Regions from separate parts of the Mus musculus genome. Here all the other regions are linked to region 1. The links are chromatin contacts, called in public ChIA-PET, Hi-C and promoter capture Hi-C maps. All regions are on one chromosome and are shown on one strand. The core of a region is the stretch at or near the end of the contact, and the rest is flanking DNA. Distances in the headings are between cores, read along the strand shown. Region 1 holds the start of Nrbf2 (nuclear receptor binding factor 2). Region 2 overlaps Gm32255 (a long non-coding RNA gene). Region 3 holds the start of Reep3 (receptor accessory protein 3). Region 4 holds the start of Jmjd1c (jumonji domain containing 1C).

Region 1 (2,604 bases), core at 72-2,571:
TTTTTAAGGTTTCATATTAAAAAAAAAAAATCACATCCCAGGGGGCTGGAGAGATGGCTCAGAGGTTAAGAGCACTGACTGCTCTTCCAGAGGTCCTTAGTTCAATTCCCAGCAACCACATGGTGGCTCACAACCATCTCTAATGGGATCTGATGCCCTCTTCTGGTCTGTCTGAAGACAGTGACTGTGTACTAAAATAAATTAAATAAATAAATCTTAAAAAAAAATCACACCCCAGGTGGGTTTCCTTTAACACCCAACCTGCGTCTCCACGTCCTCCAATATTACAAATTCTTAAAGGTACATTCATGTGGTTCTTTGAAGTTTTTTTCATTACAGAATTTGGTACTGTAAAACCTCCAGGTAAGGGGCTGGTGAGATGGCTCAGTGTGTAAGAGCACCCGACTGCTCTTCCAAAGGTCCGAAGTTCAAATCCCAGCAACCACATGGTGGCTCACAACCATCCGTAATGAGATCTGACGCCCTCTTCTGGAGTGTCTAAAGACAGCTACAGTGTACTTATATATAATAAAAATAAATAAATCTTTAAAAAAAAAAAAAAAAAAAAAAAACCTCCAGGTAAGCCCGGTTTCCTTCACACAATATGTTAGTTGTTCTCTCAGCTCCTCTCCATCTCCCTTTCTCCATAAACCATATCTACTTGCCAGTGGGTGCGGAAACAGAAAGACCTTAGCACAGTGATTTAGTACATAGTTGTTGAAGAACGGTTATACTTGGTGGCTTATAATCCTTCTTGCTTTAGAATTAGTTTGTGACCCTGGGGTCACTTATCTCTGTCAAATCCTCTCGGTGGAGTGGAGGTATGGTGGCACCTGCTCATATGCTCGACACAAGACTGCCACATGTACAAGATCTGGGCCACAGACTCTCTGCCAAAAGGCAAAAAATATGGAAACCTCCTGTAAGGCGGATCTAGTGCAGGGTGTTAACTTGGCTCAAATTTGCTTTTTAAAAAAAAGTCAACGGAGATAGAACAGAAACGGAGAAGGAGGGGTGAGGTACAAGGAGAGGACCTGAGAAAGCCTACGGGAAGGAAGAAAGGTCAAGCGTGCAGAGTGACCTTATTAACCAACTAGCCAGACCCGGCTCATCACGTGACAGCCGCCGCCGAAGTCTAGCAGAGCTCCCTCTCGCGAGGAGAGGGGCGGTTTTTGTCACTTAGCTGCTGCCCCGCCCCTAGCCCCGCCCACCCCATGCTCTCACCCCAGCCGCGCCCCCTGCCTCGCGCCGGCGCGTGGCGACGTCACGCCGCCGCGCGCAGCGACGCCGGGACGGCCCCCCGCGACGCGACGTCGGAGGCGGAAGTGGCGCGGCTGTCGCTCTTGGGCTCTCACTGCCGGCTCCGGGTTCTGCGAGGAGCCTCCTGCCAGCCGCCGCGTCTCCCTGCCCTCGCTGCCCCTCCATGTGCCCGGGCGCCGCCGCTCCGCCTCGGGCCGCTGCTCACCCCGGGGTTTATGGAAGTGATGGAAGGACCCCTCAACCTTGTGAGTGGTCGCGGGCTGAGTCGGGGACCGGTAGGCTGCGGGGAAACGCGGGCTGAGGGGGTCAAGCGGCACTGAAGGGGGAGCCGCGAGCTCATGGAGGGGACCCTGATCCCCGGGGCTCAGGCCTCTCCCTCGGGGCCCGTGGCATCTGCCCTGCTGGGACCGCGTCCCAGCGCCACGTAGCCGCCGCCTGCAGGCCGCGGGCAGAGTCGGGGTGTCGGGGCCGCGCCTCGCACACCGCACCCCCTCTTCCCTGCTGCCCTCGCAGCTGGGCTAGCGAAGGCCCCTCTGAAACAGCTGGATCGGAACCCCAGTCCACGCCCCGCAGCCCGGTGCCTTTGCTTTAAGGCTCACGAAAGTACCAGACGTGTTTGCCTTTCTCAGAAACACATACAGAGAGACACACAGGGGGCCGGGTCATTATTGTTTGGGGCAAAAAGGAACACACACACACACACCGCCCCAAACAACCCCACAAAACCCCAAACCTCCCACAGTTCTGTTCTAAGTGTGATCACAGGACATCTTCGGGTTTCCTGGGAAAAGGTTCATGAAATTCAGATGCAGACGTCTGGTTCCTTAGTGTTGCGGAGTAAAACTTTGCAAGTCCCAAGTCTGTAGGTGGTTTGCGATGATGCGGAGGGATTGAGAGCAGGACCGGGAAAGATTGATTGCTTCCTTTGGAACTCTGCCCTCCCTCCCGGCTTGGAAGAGCCTGGTCCGTGCTGTGCAGAGAAGCCAGAGTCTGTGGTTTCAGACTATGGATTTCTGGAGCCAAACTCCTGGATTTGAACTCGGGCTTAGTCACCTAATAGCCTCAAGAGACCTTGAACAAAAATTTTCACTTCATTGTTTTTTTTTGTTTTTGTTTTAACCCTCGTTCGTTGTGAGGATTAAAGGACTGAATAGATAAGAGACACGTAGAACTGTACGTTATGGATGGAACATTGGAAGAGTTAGTTGCTCCAGTGAGACCGTAGCCCCTGTCACTTAATGAGATTTGGGAGTGTTGAGCGTCAACGCTGGAGAGTGAACACCTAAAGCTATGGTTCCATCCCTGGCGCCAGGTTTGCAGCTCCGAGAAATCTACCCAAGAGTT
Region 2 (2,604 bases), core at 35-2,534, 210 kb before region 1:
TGTAGACCAGGCTGGCCTCGAACTCAGAAATCTGCCTGCCTCTGCCTCCTGAGAGCTGGGATTAAAGGCGTGCGCCACCACTGCCCAGCGCTCACGTCACATTTTTATGCCATTTTATTCCAGCTTCAAAATGATCACCAAGGTCGGAAGCCAGCCGGAAAGACGGAAGATATTTGATGAGGTTTCCAAGAAAATTATTCAAATTACGTGTCAGTGCACAGGTAGAATTTTGTTTCTTATTTCGATGCTGAGTGAGATAAGCCAGCCGAGTCTGCTCCTTTTACAACAGCGATTTGGAAACACAGGCATTGTCGTTCAGATCTGGAGTTTCCATGACTGAATGAGGAAATAGTTCAGAAAAGTGGCACTCGCTCTCTGTATCACCCCAAGACCCAATCCTGGTTTCGGGTCTTTGCAGGAGCTGGGTGTCATGACCTTTGAACTTAAATTTCCATTAGCACAAAGGAAAACAAAACAAAACAAACAAAAACAGAAGATGAGAACAACATTTTTTTTCTGAAACTTACTGTAGGACCACAAAAATTTTGTGACAAGCAAGAACCAAACCCCGCGTATCTCACCAATTCGGAAGCGTCCACTAACCACACTCTGCAGAGGCACCCTCTATGTTGGTAAGCTATTTTAACCAGATTCCAGAGCTGCCATCAAAAGCTCTTGAACTTGATGTCCTGCCAGATGAGACAAGTGACCAATTCGATGGCTATCCTTCCTCTGTTCCGAGGTTTGCAAACGATTAATATCTCAGCTGTCAATATGAAATTCTGCTGCGTTTGACTTCCCTTTTCTCTTTTTTTTTCTTTCTTTTTTAGAAATTGATGACTAATTCCATCAAAGCATTGATGAGGCCCAGTTCTAACAGTCTGTTCGTATCTACTCCATGAGTGACACATCTGGAGATTTTCCACTGCCTGAAAGCTGCCTCGCGCCTAACCATGTTTTTCTATGGGTCTCGTGTGAAGAAGAATCTCCATTGGGTGAACGAGTTGACAGCGTTGCATGAGAACCTTGGCGTCTGATATTCACACCTGCTTGTGAAACAAACTACCGAGTGTTTCAATTACCCTCTGACCTTAGAAAAATGGAGGCTTCTAATTTGAGCTGTTGCTAGTCTTAAGCAAACAGCTTCTGCAGTTTTACACAACACTCTTGCTAGCCAAAGGAAGAAAAGTGTTGAGGTTTTTTTTTTCCCCCTGTGTGCAAAAGTTAGAAACAATTTTCACTTTCATTTCAGACTATGAAAGCCGAGTCACAGCCATAGCCACCCTCATTGAGATCTAGTTCTACCTGCATCGGCAGGGTTACTCTTCATGTGCGTCAGAGTAGAACCCATCACTGGTTCTGGATTCCAGTGGAAAGGTATGAATTAAAGTAAGCAGGGGCCATAGCGATGTGGCCAGCAAAGTTCTTGCTCAACAAGCATGCTCACCAAGTTCAAAGCCAACACCTATATTTAAAAAACTGGGACCAAGCATTCTGGAGCATGACTTTAACCCCTATACTCAGAAGATAGAGGTAGATGTTATCTCTGTGAGTTTAAGGTCAACCTGCTCTACATATGGAGTTCCAGGACAACCCGGGACTACATAGAGGGACCCTGCCTCAAACAAACAGAAATAACGACAAACAAGACATGCCAGCCCTGGGGCTGGAGAGATGAGTCTTCAGTTTAGAGCACGGGCCTCTCTCACATAGGACTTGGGTTCCATTCTAGCATCACTACGGCAGCTTACAACCACCTGTAACTCTAGTTCCAGGGACTCTGACGCTCTCTCCTGGCTCCTGCAGTAACCAGGATCACATGTAGTACACATGTATACATGTAGGCAAAACATTCATAAAGTAAGCAAATGATTTGTAAAATTCAAAGTGAGTCGTCAGAGTCCTGTGAACCTGTAGGGTCAGTGTTGGAGAGGCAGAGATAGGTTAGACCCTGGGTCTTGGTAGGTAGCTGGTCTAGCCAACACAGGAAGCTCCTGACTTATCGAGAGAGCCTGTCTCAATGCATAAGAGGGGTGGGTACTGCCAAAATGGCCGATCAGGTAAAGGGGTTTGTCACCAAGCCTGAGGGCCTGCGCTGGATCCCCAAGACACACATGATGGAAGAAGAGAAACAGCCCCCCCCCCCAAGTTATCCTCTGACTACCCTATAGCATGAGTACACCTACATTTATTCATGTACAAGCAAATAAATATAATAAACAATTTTAATAAAGAAAAAGGATGGAAAGCAGTTGAGGGAAATACCTATTGTTGACCTCTGACCTCTGCATGCTTGCCTTCCCATGTTCTAGTATATCTGCACATACACATGAAACTCTTTCAAAGTGGCTGTTCGTTTAGTCTTGGGCAGTGATCTCTTTTTAGTAAACACCATGTCTTGAAGATCTAGTTAAACTGGAATTTACTAGCCCAGTGGGCAAGGAGAATGTATTGCCAATTGGAAACAAAACCGTGCACACCGAAGCATTTCTGACCAGAGTGTGTCAGGATTGCAGTCTTCCTTTAACAGTGTGAAGTCAACCCTGCTCTGCACTCACCAGGACTGACAGGCAAATGTCAGCAGATGCAGTTACGGAAACCCTG
Region 3 (2,604 bases), core at 59-2,558, 190 kb after region 1:
CTTAGCTCAGGAAAGAGAGGAGGGGAAAGATATGTTAAGGATGAGGAACGAAAGGCTGTAAATAAAGACATTACAAGACCGCTCTGCCCATGGAAGGACATGAAAGGACAAGGAAGGTATGTGCCAGAAAAACTGCTGCTTAGAGGGCAAGCACATCTCCCCAGTAACGCTGAACAATGGTCAAACTAAATAAACCAGGACAAACGCAATCACCGCAGCCCCTGAAATAAAAACACACATTCTTAATGTAAATAAGCAAAAAAAAAAAAAAAAAAAGGAACGGAAGAGCAGAAAGCAGCGGAGGACTTCTCTTCCTGGTTCTGTGGAAGGAAACCCCGCAGGCCTCCACCTCCTCCACAGTGCTGGGATCACAAGAGCTCACCACCATCCCTCCCCTGCTGCTTTCTTTCATGGCCAAAATTCTTCTTAATTTATAGGCCTCATGAACTACAAGGCACTCATGGTAACCTATCCCTGTCCCTTGATACCATCCCAGGCAAATCCGACTCCTTCCTAAACACATTAATTAGCAATACCTTACATCATCCTTGAAAAGCAGGAGGTAAGCAAGAGTATTATTAGCCTCTTTTTATTATGGGGAAACTGGGGAACAAAAAGATTAAATTACAGTACGTCCCAAAATGAGCCATCATATTTTCTAGGACTTTAATTAAAGGCTCCAAACACCACATTACAGACATTATTCTTTCTAGCTTAGAGAACTTTTACTATTGCTTCCACCAGGGGACCAAGAAAAAAAAACACCTACAGTAACTTAAAAGGTCAGCTTAAAATTTTGGACAGTGTTAAGAGGTAACACACACGCGCGCGCGCGTGACGGAAAAAAAAAATAAGGACACTTGTAAACAGCACCACGGGTCGGAAATCCTGGGTCCACGTTTTAGGCTGTGGGGCAGGCAAGACAGACAGGAGTTGGCTGACGCTGATGGAAAAGGTGCCCCAAGGGGCCCAGAACAGCCTCGCCATCCCTGCAAACCCATCACTCCAAACGTGACCCCCGACGCTCTCCCTTGGCCCCTGCATTGCACCACGAGCCTCGCCGTGCCAACCCAGGCCTGTGGTAGGCCCTGGCTGCCGAGCCTCGGTGAGCACCGGAGCCGCACCTAGCCAGACACTTCACAATCCCGGCTTCCCCCGCCCCCGGCCTCGGCTCCCACGCGCTCTCACCGCCCGCCCGGAGTCCCCCGGCCCGGGGAAGCGAGGTGACCGCGCAGCTCGGTGGAGCGCAGCGCCCGCGGGGTCCCGGAGCCGCCGCCTATCAGCGGAGCGCAGGGGCGGGGCCGGCAGGGCCGGCGGGGCCGCGGGCGGGGGCGGACGGGCGGGGGACCGGGCTCCGGGCGGCTCCGGGCACCGCGCGCACACACCGGGCCGGCTCCCGAGGGCGCCAGCGCGGCCCCGGGGAGCGCGAGCGGGGAGCGCGCGGCCTGCGGTCAGCGGCCCATCGGCCGAAAAGATGGTGTCCTGGATGATCTCCCGAGCCGTGGTGTAAGTACGGGCGGGGAAGACGCTTGGGGCCCGGTTGCCGGAGCCAAGCTCACGGGCCGCGGCCTGCTCACCCGTGTCCCAGTCGCTGCGGGGCTCCGGGGCGGCGGCGGCGTTGGGAGCAGCAGGGCGCGGGCGAACGGACTGGCAGGCGGTGGGCTCTGCTCCGTGGAGCCGCTCCCCGGCGCGCGGCGGGCTCTGCTCGGCTTCTCCTCGGCCTCCCCTCCGCTCCTCGGCTACGCGGCAGGCGCTGCTCCGCTCCTCGGCTCCTCCGCTGCCCGGCGCTGCGCGCGGCGGGCTCTGCTCGGCTCCGCGGCGCGCTCCCGGCTGCGGCTCCCGCTCCCGCGGCCCGCGCTGCGCGGCACCGCCCTGCGCAGGCTCCGCCGACGCTGAGCGCGGGAGGCCGGCGGGACTCCGGATGCGCCCGAGCCTTTGTCACCAGGTCTACCGCGTTGCGGTGTCTGTCCGCGGCGCACGCCGCTTGGTCACGTGTAGGAGGAGGAGAGATCGGTGTCAGAGCCCGGGCTGCAGAGTCTTGCTCAGGGGTCCCGAGGTGACCTGGGAAAGAGCCTGCGCTAGAAAGGTCGGGCAAACGCTGACCGTGGAGGGCCGTGGGTGGGAAGAAATGTTTGCAATGGAGAAGGCGCAGGTGCCAGTCCCCTTTGTTCGGGTCATCTCCTCAGTTCACTGATTGTGATACAAACGAGAGCTGCGGATGGGGAGAGGAGGGGGGAAAAGTTGAGATGTGTTGTTTAATCTGCAAAGGTATTTGAATACAAGTTAAACCGGTTCTCTTCCCATCTTTCACCTTACCCTGTGCGCTCTAAAGCAAAGTCACCAAATAAAGGGCCATAAATTAGGTAAAGCCTGGGGGCGGGAATTCATTATTCATGTAGCAGTAGTGTCATCTGAGTACCTTAATGAAATGTTTATATGAGGTTAACAGGCCTCGCTGATTAGCTTATAATTTGAAGGGAGAAAATGACATTACTTGGGCATTATTATTTTCACTACGGAGAAGGAGCTAATTTTTTTTTAACTTGCTTTTATTTCGTTTGGAAGTGAGCTAGGTAACCTAGTTTGCAATGCATTCAAAATTTG
Region 4 (2,604 bases), core at 44-2,543, 160 kb after region 1:
GTTCCGTGTTTGCTTTAGTGTCTAAGCCATTACCCAGGCATCCTCCACGTAAAATCTTCAATTTTCATATCAAAGCGGAAAGAGAAATGAGTTCCGGCATCTTTACACAAACACAAAGCAACGGCTTTGTGAAGCTATCACAAGTAAGCATTAAGATGAGTAAAGTTTAAGGGTTCTTTTTTTCCTTTAGCACAAAGAACTGCCATGCGGAGTTTTGTCAATTGTCTCTATTTTTAATTCCTCTTATAAGTATTCACAACTAAGCCTATTTTACACGGTTAAACTAATAATACAGTGCGTGGGGAACTATGGAATTGATAGCAGGTAGGAATGGTTTGCAAGAACACACTCGAAACTTCCAACAACCATATCAAAATGGTGACTATTTTTGCATTTTATGGTGGATTTGATCTAAATGCAAAGGGGGAATATCTTAATATTCCCTACCCCCACTCTACTTACTCAACTCTATCTCCAGTCTACTCACTCAATCCCATTCCCTTATGAGAATGCGCTTGTGACCAAAAGAATGTATCCTGGCACGAAATCATAAATACACATTTATTCTCCTGAAAGGTAACACTGACAGTGTCCTATGTAACTGATAAATGTAGGGGAGGCTACTTAGAAGTACTAAATGCCGTTCAAACCCCTAATTTACACTATCTCTAGCCTTCGTGAAGCCATATAAGACTCAGGAGCCGGAGTTCCCTAAAGCACTGTCCGTTTCTAACAAACAAAATACAAAATGATGGAGAAAGGGAGAAATAATTTCGACTAGCCCTCGTACCAAAAACATTTCTATCGTTTCCGGCTGGAAAGCCAAACGCAGGATGGTTTTGCCCGGCAGAGTCGGGCCATAGCAGCCAGCGCTCCCCTTGCCGGGCCCGCCCGCCCCACCTGCCGCCCGCCCGCCCCGCGCAGAGGGGCGTGCCACATGCTGCCCGCCAGCTCTCACCGCCAGGTCCGGGTGGCCGCGGTCGCGGTGGGACACGGCTCGGATGACCCCCGCCCGCCAGCCGCGCCCGCAGCCGCTCTGCCCGCGCTCCGGACGCGCGTCCTCGCCGGCCGCCACGCACAGGAACCGCTTCCCCACCAGCTCGGGCCGCGTCTCCACCGCCATGGCCGCCACTGCGCCGGGGACGAGCGCAGCCCGCTCCTACCGGCCGCCCATGCCGAGGAGCCGACCGCAGGCGAGGCGGCCCGCGAGCGAGAGCGCCCCTGCACGCTCGACGACCCGGAGCCGCGCCGCCCACGACCTCACGCGCGGCCCACAGGCAAACTGACAGGAATGAGCGCGCGGCCGCTCAGGCGGCCGGTACCCCTCCGCCCCTCCGGCCGCGCCGCGTGTCCTTCCGCGGGCGGGGGAGTGGGGGTCGGCGTCGGCGGGCGCGCCAAGTAGTGCCGCCCACGGACTGCGCTGCGGCCTCGAGAGGTGGCCGCCGAGGGACAGCAGCCAGGCTGCTTCTGCCGCTCCGTCTGCGCCCCCTCGGAGGGGCGAGTGCGGGGACGGGGCTCGGCTCCCACGCGCGGTCGCAGAGCCAACTCCCGGAGGTCCGCATGTCAGGAGCGACGGCCGTGCGAACACATAGCGCCGTCGTCAAGGAGCCCGGATCCCCGCGCGGCCCCGGGCGAGCCGCGCCGCCCACCCCACCGCGCCCCCTCGGCGGCCCGCGGCTCTAAACCAGCATTCCTCCCGGCGGCAATTCTAATTCCGTGTTGGAGCAGTTCGGAGATTTACACCTCGTGCCGCCTTCTTACAGGAACGCTAGACACTCCACCGCGAGCTGTTACCGACATCCTTAAATTTCACAAACTGTCTCAGAGCCAACCCGAGTACTCCGCGTACTAGAACATAGGTAATAAAACGGAAAGCTCCAGAGTCAGTTACTGGAAAAGACCACGGAAAGAAAAGAATCTTAGCCAATCACACTTGAAGAAAATAAATGATGGTTTTACTTCCCGTCCAATCACAACAGGACTTTATAACCCAGACAAAGACAGCTAGGAATTCCTCTTCTGATCGCTCCTCAGTTCTCACAGGCAAGTCTCTCTTTCAAGATAGCAGTGAGAAGTTTGACGACCGCTATGCTTGTATTTTAAAGATCTGTGAAAACGGGAATCAAAATTCAATCTGCCGTTTTCCAGGGATTATCATCTTCAAAAATTCATCTAATCCTATAAAAATCTTTTCCTCCCCCCCATGCTTTCTGAAAACCCTTACAATAGCACTGAGTGCTTACAATAAATACAAAAGACATATCTGTAGACCATTTAAACTAAACTGTTAAAGCTACAGACAGACAGTGGCGGTGGGAGAGTTGGAAACTCTCAAAGTCAGTTGAATAGATCAGCTCAGGGCTGAAGAGATGGCTCTGCGGTTAAGACTGCTCTCCCAGAGGTCCTGAGTTCAATTCCCAGCAACCACATGGTGGCTCACAACCATCTATAATGGGCATCTGATGCTAGGAAAACTGCACAAATCTGCATGCTGTCGGCTCTGGATTCCTTCATTCCCACCTAAGGTTAGTAAGCCCAATAAAACAAGCCACTGAAAGAGTGCAGCACATATAAAGATGTTTAAACGGAGTCTCATATTCAAAT

The links. Hi-C and Micro-C count contacts between places; a contact is called where the count stands out from the background. ChIA-PET counts read pairs in DNA pulled down with a chosen protein or histone mark. Capture Hi-C pulls out chosen DNA fragments and counts their contacts.
Region 2: a contact with region 1 is called in an RNA polymerase II ChIA-PET map of effector CD8 T cells, with 14 read pairs. The contact joins the enhancer-like site here to the promoter of Nrbf2 in region 1. A contact is called at or near these places in 2 of 484 Hi-C or Micro-C datasets (CD4 T cells and double positive thymocytes), 3 of 115 datasets of contacts at active chromatin or transcription factors (bone marrow-derived macrophages, effector CD8 T cells and memory CD8 T cells) and 1 of 9 other capture datasets (macrophages).
Region 3: a Hi-C map of rod photoreceptor shows a contact between it and region 1, with 2.1 times the contacts expected there. The contact joins the promoter of Reep3 here to the promoter of Nrbf2 in region 1. A contact is called at or near these places in 11 of 39 promoter capture datasets (the 3T3-L1 cell line, the C10 cell line, the HPC-7 cell line and 6 more), 12 of 484 Hi-C or Micro-C datasets (CD4 T cells, CD8 T cells, Th1 cells and 9 more), 7 of 115 datasets of contacts at active chromatin or transcription factors (effector CD8 T cells, embryonic hindbrain, embryonic limb bud and 4 more) and 3 of 9 other capture datasets (adipose tissue, liver and pancreatic islet).
Region 4: a promoter capture Hi-C map of liver shows a contact between it and region 1. The contact joins the promoter of Jmjd1c here to the promoter of Nrbf2 in region 1. A contact is called at or near these places in 2 of 39 promoter capture datasets (3T3-L1-derived adipocytes and pre-B cells), 2 of 484 Hi-C or Micro-C datasets (epidermal suprabasal cells and muscle stem cells), 2 of 115 datasets of contacts at active chromatin or transcription factors (microglia and pancreatic cancer cells) and 2 of 9 other capture datasets (adipose tissue and liver).

What each region holds. Positions count from the first base shown.
Region 1 is chr10:67,283,998-67,286,601 of GRCm38.p6, reverse strand. It overlaps Nrbf2 (nuclear receptor binding factor 2), which reads left to right and starts at 1,321. Exons shown (of 4, transcript NM_001036293.2): 1 at 1,321-1,505. The coding sequence starts at 1,476. Gm46200 (a long non-coding RNA gene) reads right to left here and starts at 1,169. Exons shown (of 3, transcript XR_001779690.1): 1 at 1,082-1,169.
Region 2 is chr10:67,496,006-67,498,609 of GRCm38.p6, reverse strand. Gm32255 (a long non-coding RNA gene) reads left to right here. Exons shown (of 4, transcript XR_380523.3): 2 at 124-221; 3 at 533-632; 4 at 831-2,251. Among named protein-coding and RNA genes, the nearest start is that of Gm40679, 5.8 kb to the left of the region's middle. Within about 2 kb of position 1,284, at least 20 of the 459 cell types and tissues checked have an H3K27ac peak or open chromatin away from gene starts, as enhancers often do. A contact at or near this core is called in double positive thymocytes, effector CD8 T cells and memory CD8 T cells, where this site is marked.
Region 3 is chr10:67,095,692-67,098,295 of GRCm38.p6, reverse strand. It overlaps Reep3 (receptor accessory protein 3), which reads left to right and starts at 1,308. Exons shown (of 8, transcript NM_178606.5): 1 at 1,308-1,506. The coding sequence starts at 1,475. It also overlaps a transcript of Jmjd1c not described here.
Region 4 is chr10:67,125,777-67,128,380 of GRCm38.p6, reverse strand. Jmjd1c (jumonji domain containing 1C) reads right to left here and starts at 1,293. Exons shown (of 26, transcript NM_207221.3): 1 at 959-1,293. The coding sequence starts at 1,123.